Linked DNA regions of Mus musculus: region 2 is linked to region 1. Evidence: chromatin contacts called from public promoter capture Hi-C data. All regions are on one chromosome and are shown on one strand. Each heading gives the region's core, a stretch centred on a gene start, on an enhancer-like site or on the middle of the called end of the contact. The rest is flanking DNA. Distances are from core to core; before and after follow the strand shown.

The links. Capture Hi-C pulls out chosen DNA fragments and counts their contacts.
Region 2: a contact with region 1 is called in a promoter capture Hi-C map of adipose tissue. The contact joins two enhancer-like sites. A contact is called at or near these places in 4 of 39 promoter capture datasets (embryonic stem cells, hematopoietic stem and progenitor cells, maxillary cranial neural crest and 1 more), 5 of 484 Hi-C or Micro-C datasets (the C3H10T1/2 cell line, MC3T3-E1-derived osteoblasts, Th2 cells and 2 more), 9 of 115 datasets of contacts at active chromatin or transcription factors (bone marrow-derived macrophages, craniofacial prominence, embryonic forebrain and 6 more) and 1 of 9 other capture datasets (adipose tissue).

What each region holds. Positions count from the first base shown.
Region 1 is chr4:95,037,241-95,039,940 of GRCm38.p6, forward strand. No RefSeq gene overlaps it. Among named protein-coding and RNA genes, the nearest start is that of Jun, 14 kb to the right of the region's middle. Within about 2 kb of position 1,306, at least 22 of the 459 cell types and tissues checked have an H3K27ac peak or open chromatin away from gene starts, as enhancers often do. A contact at or near this core is called in adipose tissue, where this site is marked.
Region 2 is chr4:95,741,665-95,744,364 of GRCm38.p6, forward strand. All of the region lies in intron 7 of Fggy (FGGY carbohydrate kinase domain containing), which reads left to right. Among named protein-coding and RNA genes, the nearest start is that of Fggy, 190 kb to the left of the region's middle. Within about 2 kb of position 1,442, at least 30 of the 459 cell types and tissues checked have an H3K27ac peak or open chromatin away from gene starts, as enhancers often do. A contact at or near this core is called in adipose tissue, where this site is marked.

The DNA of each region.
Region 1 (2,700 bases), core at 56-2,555:
CATGAGGAAATGTTGAATCTACCACATTTATGTGGACAGAAAGCTGAACTTCTGGGCATTGCCACCTGGAGATGAGGAGGAAGCTGATCATTCCCATAGCAAGTGGAGTACCAAGAGATAAAGGATAAAAAGGCTACACTTTGTAGGTAGTAGTGAGCTCTGTAGATAGCCAGATGTACAGCTACCTCCACCATGGCTTTTCAGTGACATTCCTCTGCTGAGATTGAATTTTCTGTCACGTGAGGTCAAAAAGTCCTAATGGATATGTCTATGCTTTGCCAGAGTTATGCCTGACCTTTCCCATGTGTTACCGTTTTTTAATCCTTACAACAATCTAAGAAAAATAGGTATTATTAACTTCATTTTATAAATAAAGCTGCCGAAACTCAAAGAAGCTAACCATTTTCCCACTCCCAGCCAGTGTTCGGTATTAAACTGCAGCTCCGATCTCTGCACTGTTCTCTAAGCGTAGGTTGTAGGTAGAGTATAATGGCATTGTGTCCCTTTGTCAGAATTCCATGTCTTCAGCCCTTTCTTTCCCTTCTAATTAGCACTGCTAATTCATTATCTTCCTCCCCTCTACTCCTACACTTTGACTTCCAGAATCCAAAGGAGAAACACTAGTCTCTCCATCAAATTAGTCATTCTTCTGCTGGAGGCAGGGGGCTGGCTGTGATGACCACTGCCAGCCTGGACAGCATGCTGTGTAAACCTGGGTGCTGGCAATTCTTTCTTTCCAGGCATTCAGCCATTCTCAGAGGCTTCTCTGACAATATCGGGGTGGTTGGAGGCAGAGAGGGGAACCTAGGCTGATAGGCACCCTGCTTGGGCTTGGTATTTAATTGCTTGGGCGTTCGTATGCATGCAGCCAGTTGTGTTTGAAACCCTGCCTCTTTCTGACTTCACTTCCTAAATGTGCTGACATGCCTGTGAGCCAAACCAAACAGGCTCACAATGCTATGCCCGGAGAATATTCCCCTTTGAGTACAGCTGGCAAAACAAAACTTTTCTCCAGCTTGCAGAGAGGACCTGCCAGCCCTTGTACGACCAAGACACAGGCCCTTGGAGACCTGATTGGATTTTTAATAAGAAACGATTTCAACTCAGCTATCATGGTTTGTGTGTGTGTGTGTGTGTGTGTGTGTGTGTGTGTGTGTGTGTGTGTGTGTGTGTTCCTTTCTTCCTGAGGTAACAAGCCCACACTGAAAAATGGCTAATGGTCACTTGCCTGCTGTAGACAGGTGTTTTCTATAAATGATCCTCCCAACAGCCTTTTGTAGAAGCTATGGTTGGTTTCCTTTTTACAAAAGAAGGAATTGGGGCTTGGCAAGATTAAAGAACTTGCTCCACACTCCCCAGCCACAAGCAGCAGAGGTCAGATCTAATCCAGCAGTGCTTAACTCTAAATCCCGAAACTGCTGGCTCTACTTCAGTTCTCTCCTCTACCTCACCATGCTTCAATTCTTTGTGTATCCAGCAGAATAGTAAGGGGCCATGGGAGGGACAGGGGTTCTAATGTCTTTCTAGCTCTGTGAAGTTCAGCAAGTTTGTTTTTTCTTTGAATATGAATATTTTTATATACAAAATAGAATGACAAAGTATCCGTGTAACAGAGAAGTCATGAAGTCAATGGAGGTAGACATTTATGTGGTAAGAGTACTTTGGGGCCAGGTCACATGTGGACAAAGGCAGCTCTTTGGAGTCAACTTGGGAATCAACTTTAGTTTGTTTGTTTGTTTGTTTGTTTGTTTGTTTGTTTCTTTCTTTCTTTCTTTCTTTCTTTCTTTCTTTCTTTCTTTCTTTCTCAGATCTTGCCTGAGTTTATTTGTAAGAACAGCATAGGACACTGGTCATCTGCAAATAGTGTGTGGGGAGGTGTGTCACAGCAGTCCGTCTGTCTTCACACTGGCAGAAGCCTTTTCTATGGGGCTTTCACAGGGGCCTGGGCACCTTTGGGAGCCTGGGCTGGAGCTGAAGCCTGGGCCTTAGCTGGAGCTTTGGCCCCTGCGTTGGTTTGAACCTTAGGCTTTGGTTGGCAGAGCCTCTGACCCTTGACCATGTAGCTTCGAATCTGCTTCCCAAGCTTAGGGTTAGCGATGAAAGCCAGCCGCTTGAGTTTGGGGCCTTTTGGCATCTTGGGCTTGATGGCCTGAGGCTTCACCAGGGCCTTGATGGCCTCTGCGCGCACACTCACTGCCTTTGCATTGTTGGCCTGCATCTTCGTAAGGCCTTTCTTGTTGTGCTTCTTGGCAAAGCATATGTTCCTCAGGAACTTGGGGTCAACCCCCTTAAGAGATTCATATCTTTGCGACCGGGGTTTCTTGATGCCATTTCTTGCCATTTGCGGGACTGGTTGTGTGTGGTGTGGTTCTTGGACTTGGCCATGTCTGCACGGTAACCCGCGGTTCCCGCAGCGCCTGGGACCGGAAGAGAAAGAGAAAGGCCCGCAGTGCAGCACAGGAAATAGGGCCTACGCCGCCGGAAGGTCCAACCTCAACTCTAGTTTCTACCTATTACTTAATTCATAAAATCGAGCAGCGTGTGAATCTTCATTTTCTCATACATAGAATAAACTCCCTAGCATCCTTCCGGTAAGTCCTAGCTGCTAATTAGAAACTTGTAAAATTATCTCTACTATGAATAGTATATGGATGTCAGTTTCTATTATAAAATACCATGGCAGATCCTTTTTGTGCCTAC
Region 2 (2,700 bases), core at 192-2,691, 700 kb after region 1:
TCTTTGGCCTATGTCTTTTTTGCTAAAGTTCTCTCACGTTCATTAATCAGTACATATGGAAAGTGAGTTTGTGAAGTTCAAAGATAAGAGTAAAGTCCTAGGTTCTTAAAGGACAGAACTCGGGTCTGTGCTGACTGGAGAGGTTGACTGAAGGGATTCTCATTACTGACAATTCTGGACAACTTTTATCCTTATACCTTCTTTTCCCGTCTCTTGTCCCATCATCACCTTGCAGCCAGCTCAGGATTAGAGTATCTGGGAAGGTAGAGAGGCCCAGATGCAAAACTTGCACTCATTATCCACCTGTCATGTTGGGTTGCAGAGGAAAGCAAAAGCCTGAGAGACCTGAGAAGACCATTTGACCATAGATACAATAAAGATAACAATCCAACATGTGCAGACCTGTCTGTTCTGGGTGTGGACCTGGAGATGATCAGCAGTGAGCAAACACACAAGTGTGAGAGATTTGTCTTGTTCCTTCCTGCTTTGTGTTTATGTAGCTTCATAGTATTGATTTGAGATAGCAGGTTTCTGACCAGAGTAAATTCTTGTTCTACCTACAAATGGGCTACCTCTTAAACTTTTATTCTTTGATGGAAAAGATTATCAATGGCTCATCTCTTTTTTCTGTGAAAACTGATGATATATACATTACACATACACACACGCACACATGCACACATACATACATACGCCCCTTAAAGGAAGTTGTTGGTATACTGGTCTGCCACATACTAGGCACCCAATAATGAAGCCTTTCTTTTTGGTTTTCTCACCCCAGAATCTAAATACCTATTAGAAAGGGAAGACCTTAGTGGATGAATGCCTTTCATTTGTGGATGAAAGACATTCACCCACAATTTTTTTTACGTAATTTGTTTATGAAGTTCCCTCCCAGGTGTGAAATATCTCTCAACAGAACTTCCACTTCCTGTCCGGGAGATAGTCAGGCAGAAAAGAAGAATCTAAAGATGCAACTCGCTCTGTCTCCCCAGGTGCCCTGGTTTTGTCTTTCTCGTGTCCTCTAAGAGAATGTGGAATTCAGTACTCTCAGTTGTATAGGTTTCCAGAAACAGCCATAAGTACTGGTTGGATGAATTTAGTGCTGAGACCCCCAAATGTCAATATAAGAGCCTAACTTTGTAATGGGATGCCATGCAGGCCTCTCACAAAGCTGCCTTGACAACCATGGGCTGTCATATGCTTGCCTGACCTGACCAGCTATGGACCCCATATTCTGACCAGGAGGAGGGGTCAACTCTCAGCAGAAATATCCCATAGACTCTCATTCCCAAAGACAGCCTGGGAGGGGAAGATAAAGATCAAAGAGCAACACAGCTCAATTCATGTGTTTTCCAGCTCTGGAAAGAGAGGAGGAAGGACTTTGTGGGAATGAAAAAAAAATCAAAGATAAAAGAACATTTTGTTCTGAAAGGACTGGTTAGAGAGTTCTCCGGCAGACAGGCAGCAGATAGGAGGGGTTTTGTTTGCACTTTGTGGGGGTGGTTCGGCCAGGACTCCTGCTGCTGGTATTTTTCTAGCTTGTAAAAATAGCATTAACTTTGTTCCAGGTCTGTTCTTGGCTCCAGCGCCCCAACTGTCCTGAAAGAAAATAACAACTTCATTTCTCTCTCAGGCCCCACTCCTTTCAGTGGGTCCTGCCTATCACACAGACTTCTGACTCTCCATCGAAGCTTGAAGATGCTGCCATCTTCTTATAGAAACCTTCCCTGGCTCCCTGACTCTCTTTCTTTTGTCTGTGTTCTTGTTGTTATGTTTGCTGGTTTGTATGTCAGTATCATCTTATTTACTCATGTGTAGGTTCTTATAGCACAGTCATTTCATCCTGAGTAGCTGGTGTCACAGTTAGTGACTGGGTGAATGAAAGAATGGCATTCCCTTACCAGTGGACACTCACTTCAGCTGAGGCCGCTGTCCTTTCATACTAGCTGTACTTGGTTCAGTACTTCAGGAAGAAGCATTGGGTCCCAGCAATTCTTCATCTACACCTAAATGTATCAGAATCTCCATAATTTCTGGTTACGCTCATATTAACATGCTCTGGTCAAAATCATACATTTTTGCTAGGTTGAACACAGGTCTTTGATTCTCAACATTGGATTTTCTGTCAGATGTTGCATTCGCTTAAACTGCTCTTCTGAGTTGTGTTGAAACAAAATAAGGATTTTGCATTTTCTTGTTTGTTTGTTTGTTTGTTTGTTTTTCTAATGGCAGAGGAATTTATTTAGCCAGTCTTAGGGAAAGAACTTCTGGTTCTTGCCTTGCTAGGACAAATCACAGTTGTTTTAGTGACAAACCATGCCAGTTACTATCTCACCATTTTCTGTATTCTGGGAGAGAGGGTGGGGAAGCAGCAGGTTTCAATAATGTGATTTGGGGAGTGTTTACTTATAATTATTATACACAGATGTGTATAAGATGAGGTGATTTTATAGCAAGCATTGTTATTAGCAATGGTCTGTTACATTTCTAAACTTTAGACTGGAGAAGCACATTTCTGCCCAGTTACTCCTCAGAGCAACTTTGTAGTTGAACAGAGCAGATGTGCCACCCCTTATTTGGCCATGGGAGCACCTGAGTCTCAGAGTTGAGTTATGAACAGACGTGACTTGTAATCTCACATGAAGTTCAGAAAACAGCTCTGCACATCCTGCTCTCCCCCTGCATTTGTCAAGTGAG